Linked DNA regions of Mus musculus: all the other regions are linked to region 1. A link is a contact called in public promoter capture Hi-C data. All regions are on one chromosome and are shown on one strand. The core of a region is the stretch at or near the end of the contact, and the rest is flanking DNA. Distances in the headings are between cores, read along the strand shown. Region 1 holds the start of Ints12 (integrator complex subunit 12). Region 2 holds the start of Trmt10a (tRNA methyltransferase 10A). Region 3 holds the start of Snhg8 (small nucleolar RNA host gene 8). Region 4 holds the start of Adh5 (alcohol dehydrogenase 5 (class III), chi polypeptide).

What was found. Promoter capture Hi-C pulls out the DNA fragments that hold promoters and counts their contacts.
Region 2: a promoter capture Hi-C map of pre-B cells shows a contact between it and region 1, with 2.8 times the contacts expected there. The contact joins the promoter of Trmt10a here to the promoter of Ints12 in region 1. A contact is called at or near these places in 2 of 39 promoter capture datasets (cranial neural crest and pre-B cells) and 2 of 484 Hi-C or Micro-C datasets (CD4 T cells and pre-B cells).
Region 3: a contact with region 1 is called in a promoter capture Hi-C map of pre-B cells, with 4 times the contacts expected there. The contact joins the promoter of Snhg8 here to the promoter of Ints12 in region 1. A contact is called at or near these places in 2 of 39 promoter capture datasets (cranial neural crest and pre-B cells) and 1 of 484 Hi-C or Micro-C datasets (pre-B cells).
Region 4: a contact with region 1 is called in a promoter capture Hi-C map of pre-B cells. The contact joins the promoter of Adh5 here to the promoter of Ints12 in region 1. A contact is called at or near these places in 1 of 39 promoter capture datasets (pre-B cells) and 2 of 484 Hi-C or Micro-C datasets (CD4 T cells and pre-B cells).

What each region holds. Positions count from the first base shown.
Region 1 is chr3:133,089,297-133,093,917 of GRCm38.p6, forward strand. Ints12 (integrator complex subunit 12) reads left to right here and starts at 2,559. Exons shown (of 7, transcript NM_027927.4): 1 at 2,559-2,680. Gstcd (glutathione S-transferase, C-terminal domain containing) reads right to left here and starts at 2,529. Exons shown (of 12, transcript NM_026231.3): 1 at 2,284-2,529.
Region 2 is chr3:138,141,509-138,145,617 of GRCm38.p6, forward strand. Trmt10a (tRNA methyltransferase 10A) reads left to right here and starts at 1,940. Exons shown (of 8, transcript NM_175389.5): 1 at 1,940-2,088. It also overlaps a transcript of Mttp not described here.
Region 3 is chr3:123,506,695-123,510,971 of GRCm38.p6, forward strand. It overlaps Snhg8 (small nucleolar RNA host gene 8), which reads right to left and starts at 1,642. Exons shown (of 1, transcript NR_028574.1): 1 at 858-1,642. Snora24 (small nucleolar RNA, H/ACA box 24) reads right to left here and starts at 1,372; the gene lies at 1,243-1,372. It also overlaps the pseudogene Gm9369.
Region 4 is chr3:138,441,238-138,445,794 of GRCm38.p6, forward strand. It overlaps Adh5 (alcohol dehydrogenase 5 (class III), chi polypeptide), which reads left to right and starts at 1,856. Exons shown (of 9, transcript NM_007410.3): 1 at 1,856-1,956; 2 at 4,053-4,154. The coding sequence starts at 1,945.

The DNA of each region.
Region 1 (4,621 bases), core at 1,309-3,808:
AGTACTCTGTCACTGAGTTAGACCTCACCCCCTACTATTCTTTAAAATGCACAAATTCTTTACCTAAGGACACTATTAAAACGCATAAACTTTAATGGGAAAAATCCAACTCGCGCTTTTTATTTGAAAACTTCTTCCAACAAAATGTGTGGACTATGTTGAACTTAAATGTGCTGCACCACAAACACTGATAAATTTAATACTGAGGTTTTAAACCCAAGGAGTCATAAAATGCTGTTGGGAATTCTTATGCCAATATACATATTAGCAGACTATATTTTATAAAATAAAAAGTTTGACATAGTTAACGAGTATGAACATTTACTGATTTCTCTCAAATATTGAAATCTAAATTTAAAGCTGCTCAATTCTCTGCATCAGACAATCTTCAATATTTTGAATGTACAACTTAGCTCATGGTTTAGACATTAAACAAAGCAGCATTATTTGGTTACAGACCCCACTTTATTACCATACAGATTTTTAAAAGTGCTTCTTCATAAATAAATAATAGTCAGTTACCTCTAGTTAAAAGTCCAAGAAAGAAATACAGCTTTTAGAGTTCATACTATGTAATGTAGGATTATAATTCAGGGGCAGTTAACCCATGATTAAAATTAGCTATTTGGATCCCAGGGCAAGAAATTTTTATTAAGTAAGAAAAGTTTGGAAGTGGAAATGCTTACTGAAATCTTAGTTATAGAAGAATATATAATCTCTCTGGAGATTCAAAGAACTGTCTGTTGTTATTAAGTCATAATACGTGCAGTTAACAGGGAAGGACAGCATAAAATGTAAATGCTGAAAATACCATCAAGCCTGAAAAAAATACTGAGTTACCTCAGCAAGCAATACTTATTTTATGATTACAAAGCTTTTAACTCCTGCCTCCCAAGAAATGTTCATAGAAGAAACCAGTAAGTCACTTTGCATTCAAGGATAAAAACAACACATACCAGGCAACAGTCTAAAATACTGATGGACACCAGGGTAAGTCCCAAATGTTTTTATGGCTACTAAATTACTGCTATTAATAAGGCCAAATGGATTATTGTTTGTGCTTATTTAAAACCATGTGCTGTTGAAACAAAAGCTAGAAAACATAAGAGGTTTAAAACAAAACTCCTTAAGTCCATAACCACAAAGCTTTTAGTTTTGTTTGAAATGGGGAAATACATAGTATTCTTTCCACTCCCCCGGCCCCGGACCTCACTGCATCCCATTTTCCCTTCCTTGAGAGCCCACCCCTTCATGGCCCCTTACTAGTTTAAAGGTGTTTTTCATTAGTACTATAGAACAACGTTCAAACCTCAATCTCCTTTTTGAAGTTAGGCCTCTTTAAAATGATTGAGTCACAATTTCAGCAGCGTCAATGGCAGTGTATGCTCCTCAAAGTGCAGTTTAACACTCATATAGCTTAAAGTTTGATCTACTAAATATGACAGCAAATCAGTTGTATTGTAACAGTTTATTCTCATGGCATTTCAAGACCATATTTACATGTTTAAAGTCACTTCCAGTTCTTGCTTTTTAAATTGTGGGACAGCACGAGGGAAACTTGACAAATGCCACCATCTTTAGCAATAATGTGGTACGAGATACACTCGTTTATTTTTTCTGACCTTAAGGAATTTATGACAAAGGATTTGGTGGTGAGTATGGCGGGGGATGGAGATGGGGTGGTGTAATTCCCCAGTCAAAGTTAGAGAGGTATGTATTAGGGTATTCTTTTTTTTTTTTTTTTCTTTTTTAATTTAAGCCAAAGCAGTTCTCGTGCAAACTCAAGCTTTCTGTTCGTGCTAATAATGGAAGGGCAACGCTGCTTTGGTGGGGATAGCAAATGTCCCCAAATGCAGCAGATCCTAACTGTAAAATAGTACGCATGTACAGCGTCCAATCAGGAAGGGCTGCGACGTAAAACTATGTCTTTGGGGAAAGTTAAGTCGTGCTCCAAGAGGTCTTTTTTCCTGCACTTAACTCAAAACGACCACACAACCCCCTACCAGGCAAAGCTGCCCTGTTGCTCTACCCACGCAGGGAAAAGACTAGAGGGATGGCTCGCAGCCGAGGGGCCCACGCGTCACTCAGCGGAACGGCGCGAAGCCCGTCCATCTGCACCCACAGCAAAAGCCTGCGGTGAATGTGGGGCTGGCAAGACTCTCAAGGGCTGCGAGCCGTCACCGGTCCCACCCTGGCCTCCAAGCCCAGCCCCGCCGACCCCTGAGGGCGAGCGCGGATCTCAGGAGGCGGCGGGGGGACGAGCGGCCCGAGCGCCCTCTTTACCTGGTCGCAGGGGCGCGGCCAGGCAGGGAGGGCGCGGGAGCATGCGGGCGACGACGCGGGCCACCGCGCCTTCCCGCCCAGCTCGAGCCGGGACTCCGAGGCTACTTCTGGAAGCCGCGGCCTGAGGAGGAGCACTCGCCTCCCAGCGAGGCCCTGAGCAGGGGAAAGGGGGCAAAAAGAAGGAAGAGACAACGTGTCTGCGCGTCCCCCGCCCAACGCCATTCATAATCCGGCGGACCGGAAGGAGTGCCCTACGTCACTTCCTGCTGTCTCACTCGGAAACGTTCCCCTTCCGACCTGTTGCGGGAACCTTTGTTTCTCTCTTCTTAAAGCTGGTGAGGGCGGGGACGGATTCGAAGAGAGCTACCGGGAACCGACCGAGTGGCGGGGCGGAGCGGTGAGTGGTGACGAGGGTCCCCGCTTCCTGGCGCCTCGGGGGGAGGCTCGAGACCCCGCGAGGGGCGGCCGGAGCGGAGCTCCGTGGGCTGTCGGTCTCCTCCCTGCTGGAGGGGAGACCTCATAATTTGCGGGGTGGTTGCGTGGCTCCGCCTGAGCGCTCCTCCTAGTCTGGAAGGACTGAGTGAGGAGGGCGCCGAGGACGGTGGCCCGGGGGACCGGGACCGTGGAATTGTCCAAGACCTTTGACCGAGGGTTCCGGAGACCTCTGTACAGCTCCCGTTTTACATCTCTGTTCTGGCCTCCTTGAGAAGGACTTACCCCTATTCGAGGCCGCCCCCAGTGTGTTTTGATTCCATCAAAGAATTGGCATTTCGAAGTGTCTCTTGACTCTCCTTAGCTTCTCTAGCGCTTGGGTTTGTTTTGGAATTGGGGTTTTTACATCCTGAGTTTCCAGACTTCCCCAAAGGCGAAGCACTAAATGGAAAGAAGAAGTTAATTGGAAAGGATTACAGAATCTTGCAGAAACACGAATGGGATGGTCTCGAGTGTTGTAATGAGTATTGCACTCTCTGCAGTTTCCTTTATCTCATGCACTAGCAGGTGATCAACTTAGAAGTTTGTTTGAAACTAGTAGGCAGGGTGAAAGAGATCTGAGAGAAAGCATCTATTTAGGTAGGGGTGCTCAATTTTGTTTGGGGACATCACAGCAGCCTTGAAAAGGACCATTTTGGCAAAAATCCAGTTGATTCAATAAATATTTTTTAAAAACACCTGTGAAATGCTACTTGCCAGGGAAATTCCTGCATTCCCCCTCACATTCCCCCTTCATAAACTTCTGCTCTCATAAAAGCTATACACTAGTGAGATTAATAATTAAAGACAAATGAAAGAGTAGAAAGTGAATGTTGCAGGTCAGAGCACTGTACACATCCCTACCCATAAAATAGACGATTGTCTTGCTTTTTTGTGTTTGAGTTATGTTGAGAGGAAAAGACAGTTGCATTTCATGAATGCCTTTTGCTGAAGTGACTAGAACTGTGTAGAGTAAAAGACAAGAATATTAGACTTCGGTGAGTTAGCTGAATATAATAGTCTGGTCATTGTTTTCAGAGTAACAGAGAAATAAGAGGAAGTGAGAGAAAAACCATACAGAGTCATCTGCCTTGAGATGGTATTTGACAACAAAATGCTCATGACTGCTGAAGAACAAATTGGTAGTGAGACTAAAGCAAGACAGAGCATTGGAACAATAGTGGCAAGAATGAGAAAGCCAGGGAAAGAGAGGTCCAATACCAACTTAAATGTAAAAATACAAAGTATCCCTCTTGTATTCACCTGATCTTAAAATAGGGGAGAGTAGCTAGAGCTAGAAGGGGACTTGGAAAAGGGAAGCTGGACTTAAAACTGACTTGGAGAAATAAAGAGTCAAGAGGCTGCAAGAGGTCCTGTTCAGTAGGAAAATGTAATTGTTCTTTCTGGAAAGATGGGAAGTGAGTTGACCAAACAAGCATGAGAATGCTAAGTGTGAAGCATGCTAGATAGGACTAATAACCTGGAAGAGAATATGGTATTTCTTTCAGTGGCACTTGTTTGGGTGTAGACGGGAGAAGATGCCAAATAGAAGCATGTCTACACAGTAGGTAAACCTTAGAGCAGTGGGATAAGGATGCTTAGAGAACTGGAAGAGAGTCACGGAACGGCTTGTTCTAGAGTGGAAGCCGAACAGGAAGGGAATAGCATACTGCCATAAACAGAGGTAAGCGATGCGGGGAGATTATTGTGTAGGCTGGCAGTTGCAGTGTGTCTTGCATAGCTACAGGTACTTCCTGGTGTGCCCCAACCATCCCTCCCACCAGCGCTAGCTATCACTGCCACATCCTAGGTTATTGATAGTTTTACAGTAATAAGTATTCATTTTCTTCCTTTCTTTGTTTTAAAC
Region 2 (4,109 bases), core at 690-3,189, 5.1 Mb after region 1:
CATCTAAAACCTACTTCATTAGTATGAAAATAATATACGGTTCGTAGGTTACACATTTACTCTCTCGTGTGTTTATCTTACACGTTACTTCACTCTTCTTCCTGATAACTGCTGCTTTATCCCCTAAACCCAAACCTGTGTCTAACTCATTTCGCAGCACAGCGACTCCTAAGCCCATCCATACTTAGGCAGACTCCCCAGACTCCGCAGATATTCAAATCCAAGCTTGCTATGTTTGCTTAAAATCCAGTTTTCTTCTAGTATTCTCTAAATTACCCAATTAATAGAATTATATTTCTACCACTGTTCACATTAGAAAGCTGGGTAGAGCCCTTCTTCCTTACTCCACCACTGCTCATCAATGTGTAAAACCTTCACGTTTGGCTCTTTGCTTTCACTGCCCCCAGCTTTGAAATTCTTCATTTAAAAAAATGTTTACTTTCCAAGATGGAGCAAAATTACAAAATCTCCGACACTATGTGCTCAAGAAACATTCATGTCTTCCTTTCTATCTACAGGCATCTTAAGTATGTATTCACTTCTGGATCCTCTACTTCTTTGATGGAGACAATCATTTAGTCATTGCTGTACAAAATCCTAAGCCAAAGACAATGAACTGTCAACTGTGTTAAACAAGCCTGAGTTTTATAAATCAATGACTTCCTTACATCACAGGACTTTATCTTAAACTTTTATATGCTTCTTTGGCTAAACTGCAGTTTTTACTCGTACCTTTTTTTTTTTTTTTTTTTCATACTTTGGATTGATTCTGCAACCATGAGATCAAATAACCAAGTCAAATTTGGTCACATCATAAAAATGAGGATTTTTCTCCTAACTTAAAAACTCTTTTAGATATCAAGGATGCTAGGCATTACCTCTAAAACTGTACCGTTATTTTAAAGACAGATCCCATAAGGGCAACAGAACAGCTGCTGAAAGATCTGGCACACCACTCTGCCAGCCTGAATTTAATGACCTACATGTGAAGGGCTCCATATCCAGTTACTAACCCTCCCTCAGCTACTCTCTGCCCTGATACGGAGGCAGCCGAAAAAAGATGCCCTACTAACAGCTCATAAGTGGATTCACATTTTACTGCCAATGTTCAGTTAACAGAAATCTCTAAGATTTGAGAGATCCACAACACAGAGCATGTGATCCACATCTTTTTCCAAATAAAAACAGAGTTTAAAAAAGATCTCCCCCACACACTAAATTCAGAGACGATTCAGTTCATTTAAGAGCCTGTAACAAGTTCAAAAGGTCAAGCAACAAGAAAAATCTAATGATGGGTCTTTATTTGAAAAATAGTTTTTTATCTGCAAATTCTACAGATTCATCCATCAGAAAAGCCAAATTAAAACAAAACAACTACAAAAAGACCAACCTACCCAACTGTTTGGTTTTTCTTTTTCCCTCGGTTGACTTGGTCTATATTTAGCAAAAAGATTATATAAGGTCAAGTATTTACAAACGATGAAATATCACTAGTGTTTTGCAAAACAGCATAAACAAAACCTCAAAGGATGGACTGTAAAGTATTATGTTTTACTAAGGACATAAAAAGAAAACTTTAAAATTCCTAAGTTCGATGAATTTCTATTAAAAATTTCAGTTTACAATTTTTTCACTTATGAAAGACCATTGGTAACTTTCTTACATAAATTAGAAGTACGTTGGGCAATACTAGATCATCCTCTCAACGCAGAAAAAAATAAGAGCATTTCGTCTGTTTCGCATTTCAATTTCTTTCAGTGGGGCGATCTTCGCCTCGAGACCCGAGCTTACACAGGCCTGTGGGTAGAAATGCAACGCTTGACCGGGAAAAACGCCTCGCGGTAGCCACTAACCATTCCCGCAAAACCCAGGCCCAGACCCCGCCCCCTACAGGCTCCTCCTCTTTCTCCGGTTTGGAGTTAGCGCAGTCCGATGACGTAAGCCGTAAGTGCCGTAACCGGGCGCGCAACCACCGCCTCTGCCTCTGGGAGTTGAAGTTTCTGAAGGAGGACGACCGCGTGGAGCCGAGAACACTTCAGAAAGGCTTTCTAACCGCACCCCGGCGTTCCCCACCGGCCCCGCGGCACGGTAAATATGGCACTGCGGCTGTCGTGCCCCTGCCCGTTGGTATCCTTTCGGATGCCAAAGGAGCGTGAGCTACCCTAGCCTCCGCTGCAACCAAGGCTTCCGGAGTAGAGGGTGAGGGCCTGGGAAGTAGTTGCCGGTTTGCGGAGGAAGTGGCGTCAGGTGTGCGTTTTCCACGCCCCTCGCCACTCACGTGCCGTCTTCCAGAGTCGTGATTGGTCAGCTGCGGTTCGTTCGCGGGCGCAGGGCCCCGCTCGGGGCGTGCGCGCGCCCGGTTGTCGCCGCGGTGTGCGCTCCGGGTTTCTGTTGTTTAGGAGAGTCCCTACCGGAAGTGTGGCAGAAAGGAGCCATGTGGAGTCTCAGGGTAGCTTGTCGCAACGCTGCGTTGCGCCTAGAGGGCAGGCGAGCCGTTTTCCCTTCTTTTCCTCTTTTTCCTTCCCTGGGTCAGGCCGTCGCATGTAAGGGCGCCGAGGGGCAGTTGCTGCCCAGGCGGCTCGGCCTCGTGGTCAGCTGAGGATGAGGTTAAGATGGACGCGTTACCGGTTGCCACTGAAATATTTTGTGTTTAAAATGTGGTTGCGTGTCCGGAGATGTAAAATTACTCATTTAAAAAAAAAAAAAAAAAAAAGCTCTCCTGAGATTCCCTCCCAAGCCAGAACTCAAGCCAAAGGGACTTTGACAACTGAACAAAGGGCTATTGCTACTGCGGTACAGACCAACGCGTTTAAAAATAAAAAAAAATAAAATAACATAAAAATACCCTGAAGTAGGCATGTATTGATTTTAGAGTTACCGAAAAGAAAGCTTAAAGACTACGAGGGCCGTTTTAGTCGATTTGATAACAGCCGGGTTTTTGTCTTTGGCATTAAGTGACGTATGCTCTTCCCCACACCAGATAGTCTTTGTCAGTATTACTCAGTTTTGAGTTTTGTAATCCTGTCTGATAACTTATATCCAAGAATTAACCATCCAGGTTTTTTCTTTTTAAGATATGCTAAAGTAAAGTCTCAGAGTTGTTTTATCTTTCTGTAAAATGTTCTTAAATACTTGTTAGACTTGGATTAGTGGATTAAAATGTGCTTTAAGCATCACTGCTGGTCTGGGAGAAGCCTCAGACTCGCTGCCATAGAGATTCACCTCGTGACCCAAACTAAAGCCGTGTGTTCAAAAGTGCCGTGTTTTACATAATGCATCAAATTCTTACTCTATTACTTAGTAGACAGTCGGAGCGGAAGCTATCTTGGTGAAGTCTAGACAAAACAAGACAGCCAGCTAGTATTTTATCTGCATTCATGTATTTTATAAAATGAAACATATTTCATGTGTTGTTCAGTAGTCTGGCTTATTTAATCAAAGCTTAGGAAACACCCAGTACAGTGTTTCAAGAATTGATAAAACACATTAATGTTAGGACAAGCTCACGATAGGCTGCTCAAAGATGTTACTATTCTGTGATAGGTCAAGTTAAATTTAACTGGAGACATTTTAGATGTGAAAGACAAAGGCTCCCCCTGGTGTCAGAGAGCTGTAAAACACGGCTTTTGTAATTCTCACAGTTAAGGCAGCTCAACACTTCAAAATTTTGAACATAGAGAAACTACTGAAAAGTATTGCCACGGATAAATATTGCTTTGTTTCATAGGAATTTAGTACTAGAGACCAGAGGAGTTAGTAACTTTGAAATTACTCTCTTCGTTTTCTTTTAGAATTCTATGAAATCCCATATCTACTCAAGTTATCCTCTCGGTTTGGAATAAGTCAACTGAGTTTCAAGTTTCAGAGCTGTGCTCTCTTGAAAATATGTTTCATAAAATGTTTTCCTGTTAATTTCAATTTTGCTTTTAAGTTTGCATTACTGAGTCTTGTTTTTTCCACTATTCATGCCTTTGGGCATATACATTTTTGAGTTTTATTTAATGCCTTTAGAGCCATCTGTCAACAGTGTGCAGTAGCACTCTCCCTTCAGAATTCCCCCATCCTCAGGGTTTTAGGTTACTGGGAAGTTTTGGTGTTGGATCTGGGTT
Region 3 (4,277 bases), core at 392-2,891, 9.6 Mb before region 1:
CTAGCAAATCTTAGTTTTAATTTTTAAATCTACAAAATTTGGGCTAGGAACCTTGATTAGGTGCCCACATTTAACCTTTTTGATCTTACCTACACTAAGACCAGCACATCATTTTCTTAAGTTCAAATCTTCACTATCAAAATCATTTCTCTAGAACAGTAGGCAGATGTCAAACTTGAATTCTGCCTTTTGAACCATGAAAAAGTACGCCATCTACTGGTACCTTCAAGTAAGTTCAGATCTCCTGAGACTAACCTGACAAATGTTTTAAAGAGGCTCTCCTTATGTACCAGAAAGCCTAACACATGAAATGGCAAGCAGTTAAGAGGCCATACAAATTACTGACCACTTGTGGAACCATGACCTTACAGCAGCCCTTTTTAAATAGGAATGAAGGCCCAGAGACATCTGGTGGGAATTTGGATCCCAATAATCTCTGTGCAGAGGAATCACCCCCTGGTTCCTAAGCTTCCCTAAATAAGGCCTATCATACTCTTGAGTGTGAGTCTCAGTACCTCAAATCCCAGACACAAAAGCCTCTAAGGTCACAAGTATCCCCTCAGCACCTGTCACAACACACCCCCTAGCTGGTGTTACATACTTGGCTTCTGGAGATTTGAAGTTGAATGGCACACACTAGAAGGCTTGGAGAGCAGCAAGCAAAAGATACTTTTCATTAAGGGCAACCGTCTGTGGCTTATTAATCACTCATGTTCCAAGCCAACATTTATCTTGCACCTTTGTAACAATCAAACCTATCTTCTTTGGAAGCCTAGTTAACCCAGTTATTTCCTGCGCAAATGTCTCCTGTATCGTTAACTCTTAATTCACACAACCTCCAGAAACAGGACACAGTCTTATTACACACCAAACATCTTTTATTTAATATAAAATATTCAATTTTCAAAAATTAAAAGCGAAGATTCCCTGTAAGTTGACCAGAGACGATCTCAACCACTACAGTACCTGCAAGAAAAAAAAAAAGGCCCATTACAGAATATCCGTGACTATACTACGGGCTGTTTACTTATGTTAATGTCAGCACAAGAGCAAACTTCACCCTAACAGTAAAGGCCCACTCACTACCCAGAACCGCGAAAACACCACAAAAATGAATCTTACCTTAACACTTCCTCCACTGTTCAACAGCAACGGGTCCCGGCGTTTCCTAGAAATATTTCAATACTAGTTTAGAAAACTGAAGTCCATTTTTCTAGCGTCGTGTAGACTCTTACAATCTTAGAATGTCACTTGCTCAAGTCAGAATCTGGTACCAATGAAATGGTGACAGCTTTGCCAATAACAAGAACATGCTCTTCCATGGCTAGGAAGGGAGACTGCCACAGGCGGCAGGTCCCAAAGATACATGGAGTTTCACAGCCCAAAAATCTAGTGTAACCCCAGAGGTGTCACTCACCATCCGACCCAGCGGTGGCGAACTTGCGTCACGCCGCCCAACACCGTATCGGCTTTACATGGTGGTCGTCGCGCTAACCTTCACGGCGCTCTTGCAGAGTTGATGGCTTTCGGCCAGCACCATAGCCACCTTGTGTCTCCCGCATCTCGGCCACTCACAAATAAGGCCCAAGATATCATCCCCACCATACAACTACATACTCGTAGGCGGATCGCAGCCAAAGAGACTTCTGAACGGTGCGCGCACGCTTTTATAGCCCGGGTGACGCTCTCCCAAGAGCCTGCGCGCGAGGGGCGGGGCTTTCCCGCCCATTCCGAGCTCTCCCGCGCCTCGTCACTTTGATTGGTGTACAGGCGGCCCGGATTCGATGCGTGCGTCACAGGAATGGGCGGGCTGTGGAGGTGGGCGGGGAAAAGCCGAGCTGAAACCACAGTTCTCGCGGTGTCAGAAGTCTCGTGGCTGAAGCTCTGGCGGTGCGCGCGTTTTCTCTTCTTGGCTGCGTTCTTCTCTGGGACCCAAAGTCTAAGGTCCCTTCGTTGCCGCCTCCCCCGGCATCACTTCCTATGGCGCCGGCCCTTTGTCCCCGAGAGCTGTTGGCGGCTCCTCTGCCCCCATCGGGGTTGATGGTTCCGCTTGCGCCCTTCCGCTTGCCCTTTTGATCTGATCTCACTTTTGCCCGACACAGCGCGCCGGAAGGTTTCTCGAACCGGGAGAACGGGAAGCCTGGGCAGTGCGAGCAGACCCGCCCGGCCCTCGGCTTTTCCGGGAGGAAGGCATATCTCACTCCCGCGTGCAGCCCGCTATGAGACAGAATAGAGGGCCTTTAGTGATGGAGTATGGAGATGACAGTTGTCGTCATGGAGAATGTTAGTTAGAAAGCTGTGATCATTACAGGCTGGGAAGGGTGCGGTTAGGGCAACACCGTGCAGGAGTCAGTAGGAACGAATTCATTGGAGACAATACTCGCATTTGAAGGACCTAGAGGGGTTCGTGAACCTCAGCTCGCTCACCCACTATCTCATTTTACTTAAAATAATCACTACTGAATTGAAAGAACTAGTTCATCATAAGGCTCAAGTAACCGCGGCGCGTTGCCCAAACATTTCATTTACATTCTGGATGGTCTTCTGAGGGTGTCCTTAAGAATGGTCTGTATTAGTCCTGAGCTGAGAAGTCCGAGATTAAGGGCCTTCCTTCTCTGGCCAGTAGATGGTAGCCTGCATCTTTCCGTGGGTTTTTCTTTTGTGCCTGTCTGCACCTGTCAGGTTTTTTATTTTACAAAATGTAGTTTTGTTTTTATGTTACTCTGCTGTTACACAGGGCATAACATTTTCATAAGGCTTTTTTGGGGACTACAGTCAATGATTAGCAAACAACTCTCTAAAGAACAATCACTGAACCAAATGGATACCCTCTCACATGTACACAAATTTGCATGGAAAAGTACTAACATTACTTTAAATTGCAATGCACTACATTTTCCATATCTTCGCAGTAATACAAAACACAGTCGCTTGTAGAACCGGTTCAGATTACTTAAATACCAAGTGTGCTGTCAGTCCTCTACTCACGTGTCTGGAAGTTACTCGTGTTTACATGAAATGAAGCTATTGATACTTTTCTACAGCAGTAACTGCACACCAGGAAGGAGGAGACAACACAAACCAAGGGATGGAGTTTCCCCAAAGCTGCAGTGTGAAAAGACTATATAAACAGTTGATCCCATACACACGAATGGGCTTTCTTGCTAGAGGAAATCCAAGTGGAATAAGGAATGGAGATGTAAAAAGGTCTTCTTGAGGGGAAGGGGGTTGGTGCCCTGGATGCCTTTAGTTTTCGGCCCCCTCTGCTGCATCACATTCTTCTGCACTGTCTGATGTCCATAATGTTAAGTTGTCTCTAAGCAACTGCATGATAAGGGTGCTGTCTTTGTAGGAGTCTTTGTTCAGTGTACCAAGCTCTGTGATAGCCTCATCAAAAGCCGTTTTAGCCAGTGTGTAGGCAAGCTCTGGATTATTAAGGATCACAGAGTAAAATACAGGAAGGTTAAGAGCCAGCCCCAGGCGGATTGGATGTGTAGGTTGCATCTCTTTCTTGCTTATATCAAATGCCTCTTGGTAGGCTCTTTGGGAATTTTCTATCATTTGTTTTCCATCATCGCCACAAGCTACTTCAGCAAGATCCTGGAAATAATCTCCATTCATTTTCAGATAGAAGACCTTACTCTCTGGATTAATTGCATTGGCTATTAAATACTTACCCAACAATTCCAGAACCGTGATGCAGATGGACCTCAGTTCCAACTCCACTTTCTCCTGACAGTCCTTGGTCAGCTGCAACTTCTTGTTGGAGGTGTCGGTCTTCTTCTCAATGCTCGAGATGACCATCCAGGCAGACCTGCGGCCCTCAACCACGTTCTTGTAGGCCACCAACAGCACGGTCTAGTAACCTCATTCCAAATACTACCATGTTCAGAGAGTAGGGGCTACGATTTCAACATAAGTTTTGGCAGCACATCATGTCTTACTGAACATTTTTAATGAACCAGACGTTAACCATTGGGCTAGGTAGCTGGAATGGAATAGTGATAGTTTATGTCCTTGTATATTCCTGTCTTTTGGCCAAACTTGTTTTGTCTGAAATGGAACTTTTAAAACCTGCCTTTGGCATGTCCTTCTGTTTGTGTTCTTTTCTGTCCTTGTTGCTCTCCCCTCACCACATCTCTTATCATCTGTGGAAGTTCTTTTCAGCTTTCAGCGTTTTGGTCAAGTGTTGTTATGAAAACCTTCATCCGTACAAGTGATTTTGATGTTTGCATTTTCTCCTGGGGAAGTGCTTGGAGGGAAGACTCCAGTGAGCA
Region 4 (4,557 bases), core at 606-3,105, 5.4 Mb after region 1:
TTTGGTTTTGAATTCTCAGCCCCTTACAAGGAATAGGATTCTAGAACTAGAGAGGACTGAAGATGCCCATCTCCCTTCTCCCTGACTGGATGAGCACAGGGAAAACTCATGCTGAGTTAAGCCCTGGTCAAGTCATTTTTGAGGGCAAGCCTCCTTAAGAACACACATGTTTACATTGATACTACCTCTAGAGCAGTGGTCCCAGCCTCCCTAATGCTACAACCCTTTATACAGCTCCTCATATTGTGGTGACCCCAACCATAATTATCTCATTGCTACTTCATAACTATCATCTGGTTGTTATGAATCGTAATGAAAATATCTCATGTTCAGGATACCTGATACGTGATCCCTATGAAAGGATCATTCGACCCCCAGAAGGGTCATGACCCACACGTGACAAACACTGCTCTAAAGGAAACAGTAGGAAAATTTTTCTCCCTCCTTCCCTGAAAAATCGTGAAAATAAACTTCTCAAAGTATGAGAATACTCCACTCCACATGACTGCATCCTCCGTCGTTTACAAAAGTCAGACTAAACTACAAAGTGCCTACAGCAATAGGTCAATCACTCTTCAGTTTCTGGCCCTAGTACTGCTTCTTGCAATGATGAATTTCTAGTCTGATGGATTGTGATTCTCTGTATTCCTGTTTCTGTTTCGGGGGGCAGCAGCTCTCCCTGCGTGACTTCACTTCTGTAAGAATTATGAATTCCTCAACTTGTTCAACTTCTTACAGGAGTATAACTTATAATATCCACATGTGGTGGTTTGACTGGAAATGGCTTGTATATTTGAATATTTTAATCACCAGACACTGGAATCATTTAAAAGGATTAGGAGGCACGAATACAAGATTAGTTTTAAGTAAGTTGGGTTTTAAGCACTGAGATACCCTAATACACACTGGCTTGGTACTTCAAGCCTGGAGTTTAGGAACACTACCCTGACTGGAGACAGACTATGGTGATCATCCTATTAATTATATACGTTAAAAGCCAGGGTGTGAGTTAGTGTGAAGTGAGAGAAGGGCTTTGAACAGTACCGTGGAGAATGTCAACCCTTAAAGTGTGTAATCAGGAAATGAGCCATGAAAAAGACAAAATGCGGTGTTTTAGTGGGTACATTTCAACACAAGCAGCATTTGGGATTACATCAGCAAATACAGCAGCCTCTGTCTCCACATAGTTGGTCCACTCTTAAAAGGGGCCCACTCTGCTCCCTCGGTTCCCTTCCTGAAAACTTCTCTCCGTGTCCGATGGTCCCTGAAATCCCAGGACCTGGTCGTAACCTGCTGAAATCCGAGGTCGGGCTGTTGCTAGGATGGGCACCTCTCCCTCTAGTGTTCCTTCAAAGCCCTTGAGGGCCGCAGTGTTGACTCGTCCTGGACCCAGACCCGCAAAACAAGGGGCTGCATTAGCTCGCTAGCGCATGCAACCCGCAAATCAGTAGCTCGCTAGCTAGCGCGTGCAAGCCCGGGAAGAGGGGGGCGGGGGGACCGCGGACAGGGACACACGGAAGGCGTGGCTTGTTCTACACGTGCTTTCCCACACGTGTTACCACACGCTATATTTCTCTCACGTCTAACGTACAAAGACTGCACGAAAATTAGACAAGGAAATACCACAGAGATGCTTTGCAGGGGCTCAGTTGAGCCAGCCTGGAATAAAGCGCTTCACGGCCCCAAAACTACTGCCTCCCCAGCAACGGAGCGCAGTAGCCGAAACTCAGGCTCCGAAACGCGGGCCCCGCCCTTCCGGTATTAGGCCCGCCTCCCAGCCGAGTCCCGCCCTACGCACAGCCACCTCCTCCCGCCCTCACGTACGCCCCGCCTACATCGAAGGCCCGCCTCCCGCGCACAGCCCCTCCCCTCACGCACGGTCCAGCCCTCACCCGGGTTCCGCTACACTCGTGAACCTTAGCGCTCGATCCCGAACTAGCGGCCATGGCGAACCAGGTATGGAGGCGCGCGGTGGGCCGGAGCAGAGGAGGGGAACGCCCGGGTGGCCCGCTGCCGCCCGCCGGGGAAGGCGAGCGCAGCCGCAGCGAGGGCATGGAGGCTTTGTTTCGGCGCCGCGCTTGGAGAGCAGCTCTGCTTTCTGCTCTGCTCCGCCGGAGCCCGGTGGGCTGAGGCCCGCGCCCGTCACGCGGGACGGAAGAACTTGCCCGGGTCGCGCCCGGGTTGCAGGATCAGATTTGGAGCGCGGGCCGTGCTCAAAACTCCCAAGCAAAGTTAGGCCCTTCCTTCGACCTTGGCTTTCTACGTGCAGCACGGTGTACCTGTTTTTTTCAAATCACGTTATTTGACTTTCAAGTCCATCTCCAGTAAACCCAGTGAGTGGCTTGCAACCTTTATTCTGTCAACACATTTCATAAGCGTCAAGTGAACTGATCAAAACCCAGCATTTCTCACTAGGTTTGGTTCCGTGGTTAAGAAGGTCTGTACTGAGTGTAATCGCTCTAGTAGCTCATTGCTTTAGATGCGCGATATAAATTTCATATGGAATTGTAAACTTTACAGAGCCACATAAAATTAATTCTAATGGTATGTTTACCCAACCTGATACTCGCAATATTATTTCCACGTTATAAGTATTTTTAAATTGAGATATTCTTCACTCTTCTAAGCTTTCAAATTTTTACATCATACCTGATTTCAGTTCACACTTGTCCTTTATCTATAGTGTTCAATAGCCACCTGTGGCAAATGGCTAATGCATTAGTTAGCACAGTTATAAGAGATGGTTATAGTATTTTTACCCCCATTTGGATATTTCTTAGGATCCTTTCCACTGGGAAGTATTGCACTAAAGTGATGCTATATAAGCCATCCCAAGGAAAAGATAATTAGGTCGCATAATACTAAGCTTGAATACTAACCTTGAATTACTTGCCAAACCTAGTGAAAGACTCTGGGTGGGATTTTGCTTGGCTTGTCCATTGTTGTGCTAGGACTCAAATCCAAGGCCTTGTGCATTCAAGGCACATGCTCTACCATTGAGCTACACCCCAGCTTGGGACATGTATTCCATAGTCTTCTTTCCTTTTCTTTCTTTCCTCCTCTTCTTCTTCCTTTTCCTCCTCCTCCTCCATCTCTTCCCCACCTCCCACCCTCCTTTAAGATGTGTGTGTGTGTGCCTGTGTGTGTGTATATGCATGCAGGAGCCTGTGGAAGCCAGGGGGTGGCACAGATCCTCTGGAACTAGAATTACAGGTAGCTGTGAGAGTGTAGATGCATAGGACTGAACCTGGAGTTTTCTGCAAGAGCAGTAGGTGGGTGCTCTTAACCACTGAGCCATCTCTTCAGCCCTTTGATTTTATATATATGTATACACAATTTAAATATAAATAATATATATGCACATATTTGTTGTCCTGGTTGATGGTGGTTTAGGGTGGAAGGTTTGAGATGGAATCTCTCCATGTAGCCCTGTCGGTCCTGGAACTTGAAGTGTAGATCTAGCTGGCCTCGAGCTCACTGAGAGCCACTTGCCTCTGCCTCTGAGCGCTGGGACTAAAGGTTTGCCTCACTGTATCTGGCCCTTTAATTTTATGTTATTCACTGTGTGATTTATGTGAGACCTAAAAACAATTCTCCATCTCACTTAGAGGTTATAAGCTTTTCTGTGAATATGCTGTTCAATTTAGTTTTATTTATTTAGCTTTGCGTGTGTCTGAGTTTGTAGCGTGTGTGTGTGTGTGTGTGTGTGTGTGTGTGTGTGTGTTTATGTTTATGCGTGTTCACAGGTGGGTATGTCAAGGTCTCAGGCTGACATCAGGTCTTCAATTGCTCCACCATACATTGAATCAGGGTCTTTCACTTGAACCCAGAGCTCTCCAGGCCAGTTACTCGATCCAGCCAGCTTGATCTGCCTCCAGGTGTTATGCTGGGGAGCTGAACTCTGGGCCTCAGGCCTGCACGGGCAGGAGCTGTACGCCCTGGACCCTCTCCACAGCCTGGCACACTAACATGAGCAGCATCATTATCTTGGTTGCCCGTGAAGTAATTACTAATCTAGGAGAATAAACTTTACTTCTTTTCCCCCACCTCAGGTGATCAGGTGTAAGGCTGCAGTCGCCTGGGAGGCGGGAAAGCCTCTCTCCATAGAGGAGATAGAAGTGGCCCCTCCAAAGGCTCATGAAGTTCGGATTAAGGTAATGTCCAGCTAAGGCATTGTGGGAGAAACCCCAAAGGGCGGTGTCAAGGAGAAAGCATTGGAAGTCTTCCTGCCACAGAATCACAGTCCTCCCCACACCTGCCCTTCCTCAAGTTGGCCTCTCCATCTTTTTGTATTTGCTCATGGGCGGGCTAAGAAGCCAAACCTACGGATTAGTGGATTGCCACAATAGAACGGTCATAGTTTGGGTTTAAGGTGGCTTTATGTGACCCTCCCCTTTCCGCTAGTCTCATAACTCACAGAGTGGCGTTGTATTAGAATCAAAGAAAAGACACGGTCTTCAGTTTTGCTTCAGAAAAACTGGAAAGAGGTTCTTGATTGATTAGAGCGGCAAACAGATGAAGTTCTGCTGCCCACAGAGCTTTAAATTGTCCTGCCCG